Linked DNA regions of Anas platyrhynchos: region 2 is linked to region 1. Evidence: chromatin contacts called from public Hi-C data. All regions are on one chromosome and are shown on one strand. The core of a region is the stretch at or near the end of the contact, and the rest is flanking DNA. Distances in the headings are between cores, read along the strand shown. Region 1 holds the start of LOC119713994 (parathyroid hormone 4). Region 2 overlaps ETV7 (ETS variant transcription factor 7).

Region 1 (3,278 bases), core at 270-2,769:
TCAACAGGACAAGAAGTTGATAGTATGACCAAAAATCTTTCTTTCTCTTGTCATTCGTTCACCTGGCAACATGAATTTCAGCCTTTAAGCACTAGTAAAAGTGGAGCAATATACTATGTTACATCATCCAAGGACCTCCCATAACATCACAGGTGGAGTTGTAACATATACCAGTAAACAGCGAATAGATTACCTGGTAAATTCCTACGTTTCTTTGCTGAGAATCCTAAACATTGTTCCTCCATTTGCAGGCACAAGAGATTATTTCATTTGGAACTGGCAAGAGATCTTCATAATAAAACTTAGCAGAAATGTAACAAAAAGACCAGGATTGCTGCATAAGAAGTTTGTCATAAAACAAAAAGAATTTAAGACTGGACCATGCTGATCAAGTTAAAAGCAGTCCTGGGGATTCGGACATTTAATAATGCGACCTTTTCCATGAGCAATACAAGTGCCATTACTGACATACAAATCAGCCATTGGGCATGAGGATCATAGTAGACCAAAACCTGATTTTTTATTTATTTATCTTTTTCCATAAAGAAATGGATTTCTAGCTCAGGAGACACAACTACAAAATGTAGAAAGATTATTCCCATCTAAGTTAGAACTTTATTAAATTATGTATCTGCCTCTGCTGTTGGTATGCCTGTATCTACCCATCTTTTCAACCCTGCTGCTCCTTTAGCATCAGGTCTATCAATAAAATTTCAACACCCTTTACACTAAGTACTGTACCCTGCTTTTAGGATTGGCTTCAGCTTGTCAATTTAGTTATTTAATAGTGTATCCTGTATTAATTTCTGTATCAAAACCGAAATGGACAAGAAAACAAAAAATTGCAGCATATAAATTTTATATAAGAATAGTATAGATATGTTCCCATATAATAAGGCTACTCATTTTCTGAAGAAATATATATATTTTTTTTATAGAAGCGGTTTGTGTTAATAAAAAACTCCATTCAGCATCTTCCCAAATGAATTTTCTTTATACAAATTTGGATATTAAAATATCAATAACTGGATAAAAAAGCCAATTATATCATACATTTGGTTAGAAAAATTAAGCTTGTCCTTTGTAAGTCTATTCCACTCCTTTCTGAGTAATTTCCTTGGACAATATCAACTTAAACTAGACATTAAAGAAAAATGCATACTAGGTCTAATTAAACGATCTGTATTAAATACAGATATATACACATATATACACAAATAGATACATGCGTGCTTACATGCTGTATGATATTTTAGGCTATGTAAATGTAGAACTCCTGCTCACACACAGTGGTTAAACTATGGTAAAATACTGTGATGAACAGTAAACTATTTAATAACTAAAACGCATCTTCAACTTAAAAAGTTAACATCATCTACTTACTGTTGATCTTGCAGAGATTGTGGTGAAGTCCTGATCTGCACAGATGTGTCTACTTGCCAGTCTTCTTGTGATGTTCCAGTTGCAATTACAGCAAGTGCCTTTCACCTTCTTTTATACCTGCCCAGCAACCACAGAAACAATAGAAATGATCACTACAGCACTTTGTGACTAAGACTTTTCCTCTCATGTTAGTGAAATGAGACAGCTCCTTGTTTCCAATTATAATAAATCTTGGATTCTGAAATGTTCAGCTGTGACTAAGGAAAAGATCACAAGTTTGTGGAAAGTATCTTACACTTTTGCTGGCTCTCCTGATTTTGTTTGTTTGTTTTTGTTGTTGTTGTTGGTTGGTTGGTTTGTTTTGTTTCTTGAGAACTTTTTATTCTAACACAGTGTTACTGTACCCCAAGGTGATGGTAAAGCAATATTCAAACTTGTTCCACTATTGATCAAGATCTCTGGTATGCAAAAGAGATGACCCTCCTTTGCTGTCCTCACGGACCCATGTATATGATACTAATATTGCACAGGAGGAATCTAAATCAACAATAGTGATGAATTCTGTAATGCAAGTCATCACACAGTTAGCATGACAGGACAATTACTGGCAGAAAATCTGAGGAATTTGTAAATAACATCCCACTAGATTTTAATGCTCAGTACAAATTTCATTTAAACCATCAGATTGTACAGTAAAACGTTTGTTTTAAAACTCAGAAAATGAGGAGATAGGAAGAAGACTTATCAACTCATTAAACAATAAAAATGCAAGTAGTAGCTCAGGCAAAAAGCCAAATTCTGATATGACTTGAAACCATGCAACGTAATGAAATATAAACTTTGATACTCACTGTATGATCTCTAACCAGATAATTTTAATAGAATTTGGATGCTCAGGATGTGGATGGACCAGACCATTAGGCTGAACCACCAGTCTGTTTAGGAGGACCAGCCCCTATTTCTCAAAGTGAATGCATTTATCATCTCTGAGCAAAGAATCCCTGGAAAGACTGAAGAGAAAAGAGAAAATTTGCTTAGTGTTGTTGTAAGCTACCCATTCATTTCACACAGACACAACCTTACCTTCCTGTTAAACTCAGTCTCGGGTGAATACAAATGCATTGTCTAACAACAGAGACAGGCCCTATTAGCAGTGCTCTTGCCATCTCATACTTTCTTGCAGCTTCTGTGGACACTAACTTGCTTTTTGTTATATTCCTCATGACAGCATATTTTGAGCCCCACTATTTCACAGCAATCAAATAACCATTCCCAATTACATGAGCATGAATTGTTAGTGTCACTCATTAAAGAATACAGAGTGTATCACCAATTTAAAATGACATTTGTTAAATGTTGCTAAAGCAGAGGTCTACTTATCTGCTTCTTAGTTTCCAGGGCAGCTTGCAGTTACACTGAATTATCTGTCCATGAAGCCAAAGCTATAGTTACATCTTTAAGGAGTAATAATGAGCATTGATCAAAACCATGTCTAAAACATCTGGTCTAATTTATCCCTGAACTTTTCAAGTCTCCATTACATAATGGGCTTTCATTGAATGCAATTACTGTCTCAACTAGAAGAACTAATATTGCATTAATCCAAGTGACTGCAGGTAGATCAGAGAACTGGCATGGGATCAGTAAATGGGCACTTCAAGCATTCTATAATGGCCAAAGTGCATTGCCGTGGCTACCTGCTTCCATTGGATGTTTCTTTGTACCCAACGTCTTAGAAGAAGTTAAAATAACTTTCTAAAACCTCCCTAAGAGGTGTACATGAGAACAGACTGTGCTGAAGTAGTGACACATCTTTGAGAATCACCCAGTGCAAGGACTTATTGGCACTTACAACACAGAGGGAACAGATACATGCGGGGATTGATTTCCATGGT
Region 2 (3,278 bases), core at 496-2,995, 72 kb before region 1:
GTTGGCAGTTCAATCCCAGCCTCACTTCTCACTTTGCCGGCTGAATATGAGCCAGCAGTGTGCTCAGGTGGCCAAGAAGGCCAACGGCATCCTGGCTTGTATCAGAAACACTGTGACCAGCAGGGCTAGGGAGGTGATCGTCCCCCTGTACTCGGCTCTGGTGAGGCCGCACCTCGAGTACTGTGTTCAGTTTTGGGCCCCTCACTACAAGAAGGACATCGAGGTGCTTGAGCGGGTCCAAAGAAGGGCGACGAAGCTGGTGAGGGGCCTGGAGAGCAAGTCCTATGAGGAGCGGCTGAAAGAGCTGGGCTTGTTCAGCCTAGAGAAGAGGAGGCTCAGGGGTGACCTTATTGCTCTGTATAAGTACATTAAAGGAGGCTGTAGAGAGGTGGGGGTTGGCCTGTTCTCCCATGTGCCTGGTGACAGGACGAGGGGGAATGGGCTAAAGTTACGCCAGGGGAGTTTTAGGTTGGATGTTAGGAAGAATTTCTTTACTGAAAGGGTTGTGAGGCACTGGAACGGGCTGCCCAGGGAGGTGGTGGAGTCACCATCCCTGGAAGTCTTCAAAAGACGTTTAGATGTAGAGCTTAGGGATATGGTTTAGTGGGGACTGTTAGTGTTAGGTTAGAGGTTGGACTCGATGATATTGAGGTCTCTTCCAACCTAGAAATTCTGTGATTCTGTGATTCTCCTTACCTGGAGGATCTTGCTGTAGGACAGCGGTGCAAATGAGTCTTCCAGATAGCGGGTGCCAAAGCCCATGATCCTGTTCACTGCCTGGTTACAGATGCCGGCCACCTTGGCGGTGAGGTGTACTGCAAAGGCAAACTGGATTTCTTGGGGGTTGACGTTGGGCCTGCTGGCTGTCATCTCCTTGCGGACATAGGCATCAGCCAGGTTTTTGAAGGAGCTGTAGGACATGTCTCTGAAGAACATCTGCAGCCATGCATCTTCCTTCACCTGTTTAAGAAACAAACAAATGCACACATTAAGAACAAATAACCTGGTGTGTCATTAGGCTGATGCCTTCACATCTCACTAAGACTGCAGATGAGAGAGGACAGACAGGCAGACATGATCACACCCAGTCGGGGAATTAGGACGTGCCACTTCCTTGATTTTACTGAGCATTTCCCTGCACCAGGGAAGTATTGCACCGTTTTAGAGCAGTGATCAGCCCAAATTCCCCCAGCTCCATCCAGCTGACTGCAGTTCCCCTCTCACCTTCCTGTCCAGCTCATCTCCGGCACTCTGGAGCAGGGCCACGATTTTCCTGATGGCTTCATCTGTAGAGAGAACACAGTCACTCCCTTGTTACCTCTAGCCCTGTGGCTGATCACCATGCGTGGATGTTCTCAGGGCAGTGCAGCTTTTTAGCCCCTCTGACGAAACTTCCCAAGCAAAGCGTGTCATCCTCCAGCCCTGGAAAACCCATTTCAGCCTATAGCTGAACACCTTGCTTTCATCAGTCAGGAAAAACAGCCCCCTGCCTTTGAATTTGTCCCTCCCCAGATCAAGCCCTGCTGCTGAAAATCCCCGCAGTGGGTTCATATGACTCTTTGGGTTGTATTAAATGCCAAGGCAAGACTGAAGCAGGGCTTGGGTCCCATTCAGGCTCCTCATGGGGATAAATACCATGTTACTGTTTTCTGTACATGCAAAGAGCAGCACTCACCAACCCCATCGGCACCACCCAACCTCAGCAGCTGCTCGCCCCCGTGCTCCCTGTTGCTTCGGCTCTCGCTGCCTTGCACAATCAGCCCAATCTCCTCTGAGACTCGCGTGTAGTAACCATCCGGCTGCTCTGCCTCTGCTGGAAGAAGAACACATGTTCAGAATCAGGGATTTTTCTTGGCCAAATCACCAACTGATAGAAAGGGGAACACAGACACTACTGGCATGGTGCCTGTGTCCACGCAAGGTCAGCACACGCCACTGTGAACCATGCGCTGTGTTCCCTGAACTGTAGCTGAGCTTCTGCAATGGCCCCAAACCAACCAGGCTTTCACAAAGATCCCCTGGCAAGCTTCTTGGGAAGTGCTCAGCATGGGGATGAGGGTGTCACTGCCACGGCAGCTCCCACCCTTCCCTGCAGCAAAGCAAAAGCAACAAGTGATAGCCCTTAGGTGGTTTCAGATTCAATCTCTGGTTTCAAATGCGGATTTAAACTAAATCATGATATCCCTCATTTGCTACAGGGGGAAAGCCTGTGCACAGATAAAAACTGTGTATGGATAAAACCTGCATACAGATAATCACTATGGAGCAGGTTGCATTAACTGGCTGCACTCATGAGTCCCAGTAATGATGCAAGCTGGTGCACCTCACCCAGGGTCATCTTCAACATGGGCAAATTTGAACTATTCTTGGTGCAGCAAGTCAAGTGTGGAGCCCTGCAAATCCAACCCCAATGCCCCATAAAGCAACATGTGGGCAATGCTTAGTAAGGATTAGAAACTAGCGCTCCACACTTGCTGTTGCTTTCCCCCCAAAAAAAAACACCTGAGGTCCCATTGGTGAGGGCAAGGGTGGGGGTCCCACCTGGGGGGGCTGGTCCCTGGACATGCCGCAGGGGTAGGCAGCTGGGGCGCTTGGCCCTCGCCCCTGTCTCACCCCGCTCCTCCTCTGCATGCTTCTTAAAGGAGAAAACCCTCTTGAGGCTGGGTCTCCTTCTGGGAGCTTTGCCCAGTGGTGGGGACATGCTTGAGTCGGTTCTGGGTTTCCTGGCTCCTTCTGTTTTACTGCTGTAAGGAGTTTTGGCATCTTTTTCCTTTGCTTTCTGTCTTGCATTTTCCTTCTGGTCCTCAGGGCTCTTCTTAAAGAGGAAATTTAAGAAGCTTTTGAACCAGGTGCGCTGGGTTTTGCCCTGGGAGAAGATTTTCGTGCTTTTCTTCTTGGTCTCCAGTTCCTCCTTTGAAGCCTCCCCAGGAGCTGATGCTTTGCTTTCCTCGAACAGAGCCTGTTCCAGCTCCAGCACCTTGGGTGCCTCTTCCTGGTCCTTCTTCAGGCTGAGCTTGGCACATGAATACTTGCAGAAGTCGCTCTCTGACCTTTGCAGCCCAAAAGCCTTCCTCCCTCGCCCTCTGGCTCCCTCTTGAAGCCTTTCCTTTGCTGCCTGTGAGTTCTCGCAGCAACTCAATGAGCGCCTGACATAGATCTCCAGCACCTTTTTGGCCCCTTGCCTGTCCAGTGAGAGGATGGTCCTTGACAGCTGTCGCCCTGCGTCCCATGGCTGCTGCTCTGCAGCCAGAGCCTGCACCTTGCTGTGAAGGAAAACA

What was found. Hi-C and Micro-C count contacts between places; a contact is called where the count stands out from the background.
Region 2: a Hi-C map of skeletal muscle shows a contact between it and region 1, with 1.8 times the contacts expected there. The contact joins the enhancer-like site here to the promoter of LOC119713994 in region 1. A contact is called at or near these places in 2 of 8 Hi-C or Micro-C datasets (liver and skeletal muscle).

The regions. Positions count from the first base shown.
Region 1 is chr27:2,794,075-2,797,352 of IASCAAS_PekinDuck_T2T, reverse strand. It overlaps LOC119713994 (parathyroid hormone 4), which reads right to left and starts at 1,519. Exons shown (of 3, transcript XM_038168515.2): 1 at 1,384-1,519; 2 at 1-62.
Region 2 is chr27:2,866,583-2,869,860 of IASCAAS_PekinDuck_T2T, reverse strand. It overlaps ETV7 (ETS variant transcription factor 7), which reads right to left. Exons shown (of 12, transcript XM_072028453.1): 8 at 2,542-3,263; 9 at 1,676-1,813; 10 at 1,225-1,286; 11 at 697-960. Among named protein-coding and RNA genes, the nearest start is that of PNPLA1, 6.9 kb to the left of the region's middle. Within about 2 kb of position 1,745, at least 3 of the 8 cell types and tissues checked have an H3K27ac peak or open chromatin away from gene starts, as enhancers often do.